Linked DNA regions of Hordeum vulgare: region 1 is linked to region 2. The links are chromatin contacts, called in public Hi-C maps. All regions are on one chromosome and are shown on one strand. Each heading gives the region's core, a stretch centred on a gene start, on an enhancer-like site or on the middle of the called end of the contact. The rest is flanking DNA. Distances are from core to core; before and after follow the strand shown.

Region 1 (4,691 bases), core at 265-2,764, 150 kb before region 2:
GCTAGACAGAAGTATCTGTGGAACAATTACCAAATACGTCGAATCCAAGCTTTGCATAGAGTGGACTGAAAAAACCGTCGAAGAATCGAATAAACCACAAAGTGATGAAGAATGTCACAGCCATTGGGAAAATAACCACACTGCAAACAAAAAAGAGAATATTAGGCAAGGCTAATTTACAGGCTTTGCAACTTCTATGAATCAGTTCGTGCAAAGCATACCATCCAGTCATAAACTTTCTTGACACCCAGCTTTGAAGGACGGCGAAGCATGCCTATTGAAGTGTAGCAGGTTAAGTATGAAATAACTAGTTTAAAAAAATATAGCATAGCATGCAGAGAAGTACAACTTGTTCAGGTCAAATGAGAAAATAGAACAAGAATGTAACGTGACTATACAGGGTTTGAGTGCTGTCTAGTTTGCTTGAACAATCTTTCTACTCTGGTACCTAAGAACCGATGGTTTACTAAATGACACTTCAAGATGGGAGAATATGCACAGACTGCCAAAATGTTTAAGCAGCACGATTGCCCAGAGGATGCTGTCAAATTTTAGTGCCAGTATTACAAGTTTGGGGGTTTCAAAGACCAACAGCATGGGGCAGTTAACTAATTGCAGTTGTCAAATTCCTATTGTTATTTGCGTATTCTCTAACAAAACTATAACCTGTAAGGCCACTACTCATATGCATTTGCTATTTATGAGAAAATAGAATAAATGCACCTACTGCATGCATAAAATCAAGATCATGCCAAGCACATGGCACTGGCCAAAGTTAAAGGAGGTCCTTACATGCAAGATGAGGCGAGATCCGTCTAAAACTTATTAAATTCAGTTTTGCCAGGTTAAAATTGCGGCGTGCATCATGAATAGCAGGTTTGTCGAACACAGGCATCTGGTGCGCACGGGCTGGAGCTCCGAAGTAACACAACTATCTCTACCTCGAATAGGAGTATAGGGCTGACACTGATGCAGTCAATTTCTCAAACTGTAACGGCCTAAACATCTCTGACCAATAGTAGACAACACGCACGACGAAGTAACAAGAGCCGACTCAACCAATCGAACCCTCAGAGTCAACCCTGGAAACTAGTTCCAGATGGCAGAATCCTTGGATTCGATCAGAAGGCGGCAGCGGATGCGGCGGCCAGATCCGAGCAAGCAGACCACGAGGGTTCACGTTTTAACTACAAGCCGCGCCGCATCGCGTCGCGGGGGCAGCAGCAGCAGCAGGGCGACAGGGAGAAGAAGTAGGGTATAGATCGATCCGCGGTACCTTGCGGGTGGAGGTGGCCGGCGAGGTGGGGCGCGGCGGCGACTTGACGGGGTCCTCGGGGTCCGCGGGCTCCGGCGCCTGGCCCATGGGCACGGCGACGTACTCCTTCTCCTCCGGCATTGCGGCGGGAGGTTGCGGCGGAGGGGCCGGAGTCGAGGCAGGCTGGGTGAGGACGGGGGGAGGCCGCGATGGTTTCGTTAGCTAGTGTGACGGCAGCAGCGGAAAGAGGAGGAGGCGGTTGGTGGCGGGCGGAGTACGGAGGGGGGACGCGTCGTGGAGTGACCGAACTGCCCCACGGTAGCGTGGGGCCCGCGCGGTTGGGCGGTGCCGTGGGGTCTACCTGTCACTGAGTTTCAGGAGGGAGAAGTTGGGCCCGGGAGATAAAGTGGGCCCAGCTGTGGGAGGAGGAGGAGGATGCGGGTTGCGGGCGGCGGCGCGGGTCACGGTCAAATCCGTCGCGCGGGCGGTCGGTTGCCGGGGACCGACTCGGTGATACCTGCGCAAACGGGCCGGCCCGGCACGGCCAGCGAAGGCACGAATATCAGCTGGCCGTGCCGGCCCACGTGTGCAGCCTTCCGGTCCAAATACGATACATGAGCTAAGTGGACCGGTGCGTCGGCACGTCACCCAGGATTTTAGGCTGCTTTCACGTAGTTTTTGGTCGATTTTAATCTATTGGGCTATTTTATACGTTGTATATATAAAAATATGTAAATAAAAATGTAAACGGACCGTGTCGTGCCAGCCCGCGTGCCCAGCCTTTAGGCCCAGGCACGGCCCGAGATGGATTGCGTGCGTGACACGGCCCGTTTAAGTCGTGTCAGGCCTCACACATGACGGGCCGTGCCGACGGGCTCACGGGTCGGCCTGTTTGGCCAGCTATAACTCGGTGACGTATACCTGGCCATATGCCAGGCTTCGGGCCGGGTCGAGAAAAAGTTGCTGCTGAAAACCAGGCCTAAGCCCGAAAAAGCTTGATACGGGCCGACTGCGGTTAAAAGTAGTTTTGCTCAAGCTTGAGCCCGGTCTAGTCCGACTATAGGGCTTGATGTCCAGGCTCTAGCCCCACCCGATGGAACGATTAGGCCTGACCCGGCCTAGGATTTTCTTACCAGGTTGGATCGGGCTGCCCATTGCCAGGTGTATTCGATGGCGTGGTTTTTTCGTGGGGCGCCCCGATAGTTATGGCGTGTAGGGTTTTCTGGGACGTGGTGATAGTCATATCCTTTCTCATCGGACCCGTGTACATTTGTTGTGGACTCGAGAGCAAGAAAGACGAGGAGGCCGGTGGGCCGGCTATCTATTCGGCTACACAGTTTGGGTAAATCGATGACGGCGGAAAGAGGTTATAATTTTTTACTGTCGAAATCATCCGTGTTGTACCGTTTACATTTGGACCGTCGAGCTTTGCTAAAAGAATGCATTTGAACCGTCGAGCTCACCTCAAAATGAATTTGCCCTTTGTATCTGTATGTTTCACATTATATCAAAGATACAATTAGTTGAGCTCTCAAACCAAGCTTTTCCATGAGTATTACACTTACGTTGCCTTGCAAGAAGTTTGAAGAAGATATTTCGTCCATGATAACCCGAGACTCACTAACCGTGTTGTTTGTTGTTATGCTTTTGGAAAAGATATATTTTTTGAAATTAAATATTACATATTTTTATAAAATTAAATATAAAAAACGGGATGTGAATTAATCGTGACATGCCACTGCTAACTTTAAGGGTGTAATCTAAGAAGAACAATTGTTTTTGATGAAGCAATTCGGCGACACAGGTGCCAAGGTTTAGTTCATCAAGGAGAACAACTACATCTATAAGGTTGCCCGTAATGGGAGTATCATAGGTAGTATCATGCGTGCCAACTAGGCAATTTTGATGAGATGACATAGAATTAAATGAAGAAAAAGAGGATTGAGTATCATATCATGATACCGTATCATATCAAAAGTTGTGCTACTATGTGTCTTGCATGGAAATAAATGAACTATCATATGATACTACCATATGATACTATGCATTACGGATGTGGTATCATAGAGTAGTATCATATGCATGATACTAGTATATGATACGACCCATTAGGCTGGTCGTAATGGTAGTACCATAGTTAGTATCATGCATGTCAACTAAGCAATTTTGATGAGGTGACATAAAATTAAATGAAGAAAGAGATGGTTGAGTATCATATTATGATACCGTATCATATTAAATGTTGTGCTACTATGTGTCATGCATGATAATAAATGATCTATCCTATGATACTATGCATTACGGGTGTAGTATCATATATTAGTATCATGTACATGATACTAGTATATGATACTCCCCATTACAACCAGCCTTACAATGACCATTCCTAAACACCCTGACGTGGCAAACAAGAAGCAAGGAGATCAACTACACCTATAATGACCATTCCTACAACACCCTGACGTGGCTAACAAGAAGCAAGGAGATCAACTACCCTGAGGTGGGCTCATGTTTTGCCTATATATGTACTATCAAAATGTTTTTCAAAATTGATATACACCGCACCCCGCGCGCTATTTTTCTTCAAAGATGAAGGGATTATTGGTGTTCAATTTATGTCGGCATTTGATATACTTACCAAAGTTTAAAGAAATCAATCTTAACAATACATCCTATTTTGTGCGAAAATTTCTCAAGCATATTAGACAAAAGATATATATAGTTTTCCTAATGCTGTATCGTAGCACTTCAGTTTCCGCTCTTGGTTCCTTTACCATAAAATTTGAACATAAATTTGCAAGGTCTCCTATGTTTTAGTTAATGTATACATCAGTTGAGACATTCCTTGCGTGCATAATTATTCCTTATACTCATGTTCATGTGATGTTATGTTTTGGAACCATGTACATAATTTATGTGTTGAGCTTGTGGTGTGCTTTAAAACTACATATTGTAGTTGCACTTCAACCTTTTCATGGTCTTCTATTTTTTCTTCAGAATTTTCACAAATACAAATTACAGATCTTATGCATATCGATGAAGACATGTGTTACACGTACGCACTTACTAGTTGAGAAAAAGAGAGTTGCGGGAGCAGTTTTCTTTTGGCCAAGTTCCCCCAATGCTTGAAAATTATTGAGGAAAGAGGAGTTGTTGAAAATGAAGATGCTCTAACACAACTCATAGTCTCATGCCAAAGAGCCAAAAACCACAAATGTACTTCCTGCGATTCATAATAAGCGTCGCAATTTTGAATTAAAGTTAAACTTAACCTTAATTCAAAACTTGGACACATATTTTGCATCGGATTCGGAGGGAATATATATTCAACACATCTCCAACTTCTTAAATGTAGACACAGATATCCAAAGCGGAAAAATCGACCCACCAACCATATGATCAACAACGTGGTTTATTTTCTGCTTGCTCCAAGCGT
Region 2 (4,661 bases), core at 811-3,310:
CAAACTGAATCAAAATTTCCTAAACATTTACAGCAAAAACAAGGTCCTTGGTATCTCTTAGTTCCCAGCAAAGCAATGGTTTCTTGCATGTGCATAACCTATACGGCACCTAGAGCACAAATAAAATTTGTGGGTTCTAAAATTTACTGCAGACAGTGGAAGACAGAGGACACAAATCTCTTTGGGCCTATCACAACTGTAATCCTCTGTTGTTGTAGCGAGATTTACCATTTTGATGATTTTTATTCAGTTGCCCTAGCTACTTACAGGCTAGCTGATTCTTCAGCTGGTTTGTATTGTACTAACCTTTTTTAAAGGGAAACTAGGGAATATCCTAAAGTAAATTGTAGTTTGTAACCTAGTACAGATTCTTCTCTCTTTTGGTAAAATGGCCATCCCACAAATATGAAACTAATCAGGGCACTGAACTAAAGTATAAACAATGGGTGTACATTGTGCCTTATAGAAGTTCAAACGTAAACTTGTCCCTCAAGTGTTATCAATTATTGTGATGTTGTAAGTTTCGTTTCATGCTTAAGTAACAAAGAGCAGATAAGAAAGGATATGACTAATAAGGCAATTCTGCACAACTGATAAGGCATGACAATTCTAAGGAGGGCACACACTTCAGCAGAGGAGAACAATACTTTTTGAAGTTCTTTGCCTTTGCCTCTATTAACCAGAAGATAGTGCTCTTGAGTAACTAGACACCAAGAATCATGCTAATCATGTCACTTTTGTTGACTAAGTTAACAATCATGCTGTGACCATCTTACTATTATGTCTTATAATGGTTGTGCCATCTGATTTAGTCCATATAAAGTTATATCTCCCTCCCTCTGGCTCAAGGTAAATCCATCTGGATAAATGGATCAAGATCTTGTTGAATTACTTAAAGCATAGAGTTATTTCAATGGCAGTCACACTACTTTCAGCATGCAGAAAATACAGCGTACCTGACCAATGCATTGTCCAACCCAGGGGCAATGATGATCAAAGCGCTCCACACAATTGTTGCATATGGAGCAGTGCGAACACCGAGGAGGGCGGTAAATCATGCAGGTATCGCAATACTTTATCTTGACAAGCATCCCATTAACCATCACTTCCTTTATGCGGGGAAACTGCAGCCTGCCCGGCGTTTCTCCGGCCAATGGATTGCCATACGCAAAATCCTCCTCGGGCGGATGCGATGCGCGAGGCACGATGCCAGGATCCTGAGCTGAGGTGATCAACAGTAACAGAAGCACCTACAGTGTACAATAAGAAAAAACAGAAGCTATGCTCAGATGAGTACCCCAAATGCTCACTGATTAGCTGATTACAGGCTGCAGGAATCGGTACAATGAACTCACATAGATCATGAACCCTACCGCCACCGCAGGAATAGCGTATCCTGCGTTGTAGTCGGGGAACCGATGGAGAAGGTGCGGCGCGATGAAAGCGCAGAAGACCAGAACCGGCACCACGATGAGCGCAACCGAGACGAGCAGGGACTTGGCGTCGGGCCCGAATATCAATCTCCCTCCAAGGAAGAACCTCTGCAGACAGCCAAACCAAAACCATGCCGCGCCGTCAGCAAAGCCGCGCATTGCATACTTGACATCCTCGACAACACGGCAGCGAACCAAATCGCCACTGTTCATGCCCGGAACCGAACTGTCAAGGAGAGTAAGGCACATACAGGCACCAAAACTGCCAAAAATAAAGAGCAGGAAGCCGAATTCCCCCCCAAGAAACCGAGCAGGAACGGCGCAGATCATGAAACCAAGATTCCTGGTTCACGGGCCGGAGGTACGGGCAGGATCCTTACATTATTCCCTTTCCAGGCTTGGTAGACTCGCTGCTGCGGCTGCGCCATGGGGCGGCGGCGGGTTCGGCTCCGGTCAGCGCGGCCGCCTCATCCAGGCGGCCCCCGAATCGACGGCGGAATCGACACGCGCACGCGAGAAAGGGGGGATTTTGAAAGAGTTGGTGCGCGAGCAAGGGAGATGAGGCGAGGAAAAGCTGCTGCTGCTGCTTGCTTGCGTCGCCTTTGTGCTGTGCGTGGGGGTGGGGGTGGGGGTGGGGGTGGCTGCTGCGGTGAGGTGTAAAACGGCCGCCTTTTTTCCTTTCTCAGAATTTGGGACAGTAGAAAAATCGGGGGAGGAGATGCAGCAAGCTGGCAGAACTGAAGACGACAGAGGGGAGGGCGTTCCGTTTTGCACATGGCCCCTCGGTCTTTACCGAAATAACTCATGGGTACTAGGGGACTACGGAAGAAAACTTGAGGACTCGTTTGATTCCTATAAATTTTACAAGAGAAGAGGAAGAAGAAGATTTGATATATTGTATGTATTCCATGCGGTTTTTAATTGATCCTTAAGACTGATTGTAACCCGTGTGACACCTTTGTATTCCGTTTCACATTGAAAAATTGATTGGCTTGCGACCTGTTGAAAGTTCTCGTAGTTCTTGTGTCATGAAATCGACCAAGCGCATGTAGGTTTGGATTCTCTAGTTTTTTAGAGGAGTATGTCATTGTAATCCTATTATTTTTAGATCTTTCCTTTTTTAATCATGCAAATCAAAGAGTTTTAATTTTTCACCACTCGGAAGCTTTGTGTTCATTTGATGAATCTTTTTGTTTAATGTGACATTCATTCTTTCCAAACAAATCAGACTCTTTTTAGAAGATCTAAACAAATCATACATGTACTAAGCACGGACTACAACAACCATAATTGGCCAATTCAACACATATAATAGGCCATTTGTTGAAGTGGATTAAGAAAATACCAGAGGGAAGGATGGGCCATGGCTAGAATGGTCCACTCAACGCTCTACGAGTGCACGTATGTTTGTCACACTCTTTCGCCACACTGTGTTTATTGCTTGCCAACATTTAGCAAAAAAAAAAAAAGGGTGACAAACTTGGCTATCAATCAAACACGCCCTTAAACGACCTTTTGTAAAAAAAAACAATTATTTTGTGCGTAAACATTCGCTTTATCAAATGGACATTTTTTTACACAATATACACACACAAACGTTCATATAAACACTCATACATTCATCCCTATAAACACACACACATATCCTATCATTATGAGCACACCTTTAAAAGAGTGAGCCGGTATATCATCTTGAGATTTAGTTAGTTAACGCAGGCGTCTCGTCGTCGACGGAAACGTCGCCTCACGCTGAATGCGCATCGTTAAAAATCCTGAAATAAAGTCAAAAATAGGACTTGAATCCTGATGAGCTGAGGATACAACTGTCTCTCTAACCATTAAACAAGAGGTTGGTTTGCCAAATGGGCATTTTCTTGCTACCTGGTCTCCTTCCCATATACTCCCGCCGTTTCTAGATATAAGTCTTTTCAGAGATTTCACTAAAGTACAACATACAAAGCAAAATGATTGAATATATACTCTAATGTATATCTTTATACATCTTGGAGAGGTTAGCCTTGGTGGGCAGATGGTACCGGAGAGAGACACGTTTCGATATTTGGGGTCCATGTTGCAGAAGCATGGCGATATCAATGAAGACGTGGGCCACCGAATCAAGGCTGGATGGATGAAGTGGCGCCAAGCTTCTGACATAATCAGTGACAAGAGAGTGCCACAAAAGCTAAAAGACAGGTTTTATAGGACAGCTATCCGACCTGCGATGTTGTATGGCGCGGAGTGTTGGCCAACCAAGAGACGACATATCCAACAGTTAGGTGTAGCAGAGATGTGCATGTTGAGATGGATATGTGGCCACACAAGAAAGGATCGGGTACGGAATGACGATATACGAGAGAGACTTGGGGTAGCACCGATTGAAGAGAAGCTGGTCCAGCATCGTCTCAGATGGTTTGGACATATTCAACGGAGGCCACCGAAAGCGCCGGTGCATAGCGGACGGATAAAGCGTGCTGAGAATGTTAAGAGGGGTCGTGGTAGACCAAACTTGACATGGAAGGAGTACGTTAAGAGAGACCTAAAGGTTTGGAATATCGACAAAGACTTAGCCATGGGCAGGGGTGCGTGGAAGTTAGCTATCCATGTTCCAGAGCCATGACTTGGCTTCAAGATCTTATAAGTTTTAACTCTAGCCTATCCCAACTTGTTTGGGACTGAAAGGCTTGGTTGTTGTTGTTGTTGTATATCTATATACATCTGTATATAGTTTTCTAATGAAAACTCTAAAAAAACATATATTTAAAAATGGAGGAAGTAAATCAGAGAAATCCAAGTTAGCGTAGGGGTTTACGCGCAAATAAGCCATCTCCGACGCCACCGCAGCGACCCCCTGCACCAGAAGAAACGGACGCAGGCAGTTGAGGCGCAAGGGTCCACGGACGGTCAACCGTCCAGCTGCGTTTCCGGTTGCGCCGTGGACCCGGCCCAGCCAGCCAGCCAGCCAAGCCCCTCTTGGCCGGTGGGGAGCATTGAAGTGAGGCCGGGTGGGCCCACCAGTACAGACACCAGAAGAGCCTACGCCTCGGGTACTGCCTAGTAAGTAGGCTTTGCTCCCCGAGGAGCATGATTTGCTACGAGTATTATTAAGCTGCACGTGTGCGTGTTCGTCAATCCATCCATCCATGGAAACGAACACAGGATATGATATGATATCTTGTTCCGGGAGCGAATGATGCTCGTATTCTTTGACCGACCAGGCCTGACCTGTCG

The links. A called contact is a pair of places that touch in the nucleus more often than the background predicts.
Region 1: a contact with region 2 is called in a Hi-C map of leaf, with 4 times the contacts expected there. The contact joins the promoter of LOC123446602 here to the promoter of LOC123446591 in region 2. A contact is called at or near these places in 4 of 6 Hi-C or Micro-C datasets (leaf and seedling) and 1 of 1 datasets of contacts at active chromatin or transcription factors (embryo).

What each region holds. Positions count from the first base shown.
Region 1 is chr1H:473,561,085-473,565,775 of MorexV3_pseudomolecules_assembly, reverse strand. LOC123446602 (protein LIKE COV 2-like) reads right to left here and starts at 1,514. Exons shown (of 7, transcript XM_045123186.1): 1 at 1,277-1,514; 2 at 222-274; 3 at 31-140. The coding sequence starts at 1,396. It overlaps LOC123415708 (ethylene-responsive transcription factor ERF110-like), which reads right to left. Exons shown (of 1, transcript XM_045106751.1): 1 at 4,652-4,691.
Region 2 is chr1H:473,408,453-473,413,113 of MorexV3_pseudomolecules_assembly, reverse strand. It overlaps LOC123446591 (protein S-acyltransferase 8-like), which reads right to left and starts at 2,060. Exons shown (of 5, transcript XM_045123171.1): 1 at 1,814-2,060; 2 at 1,356-1,541; 3 at 957-1,250. The coding sequence starts at 1,861.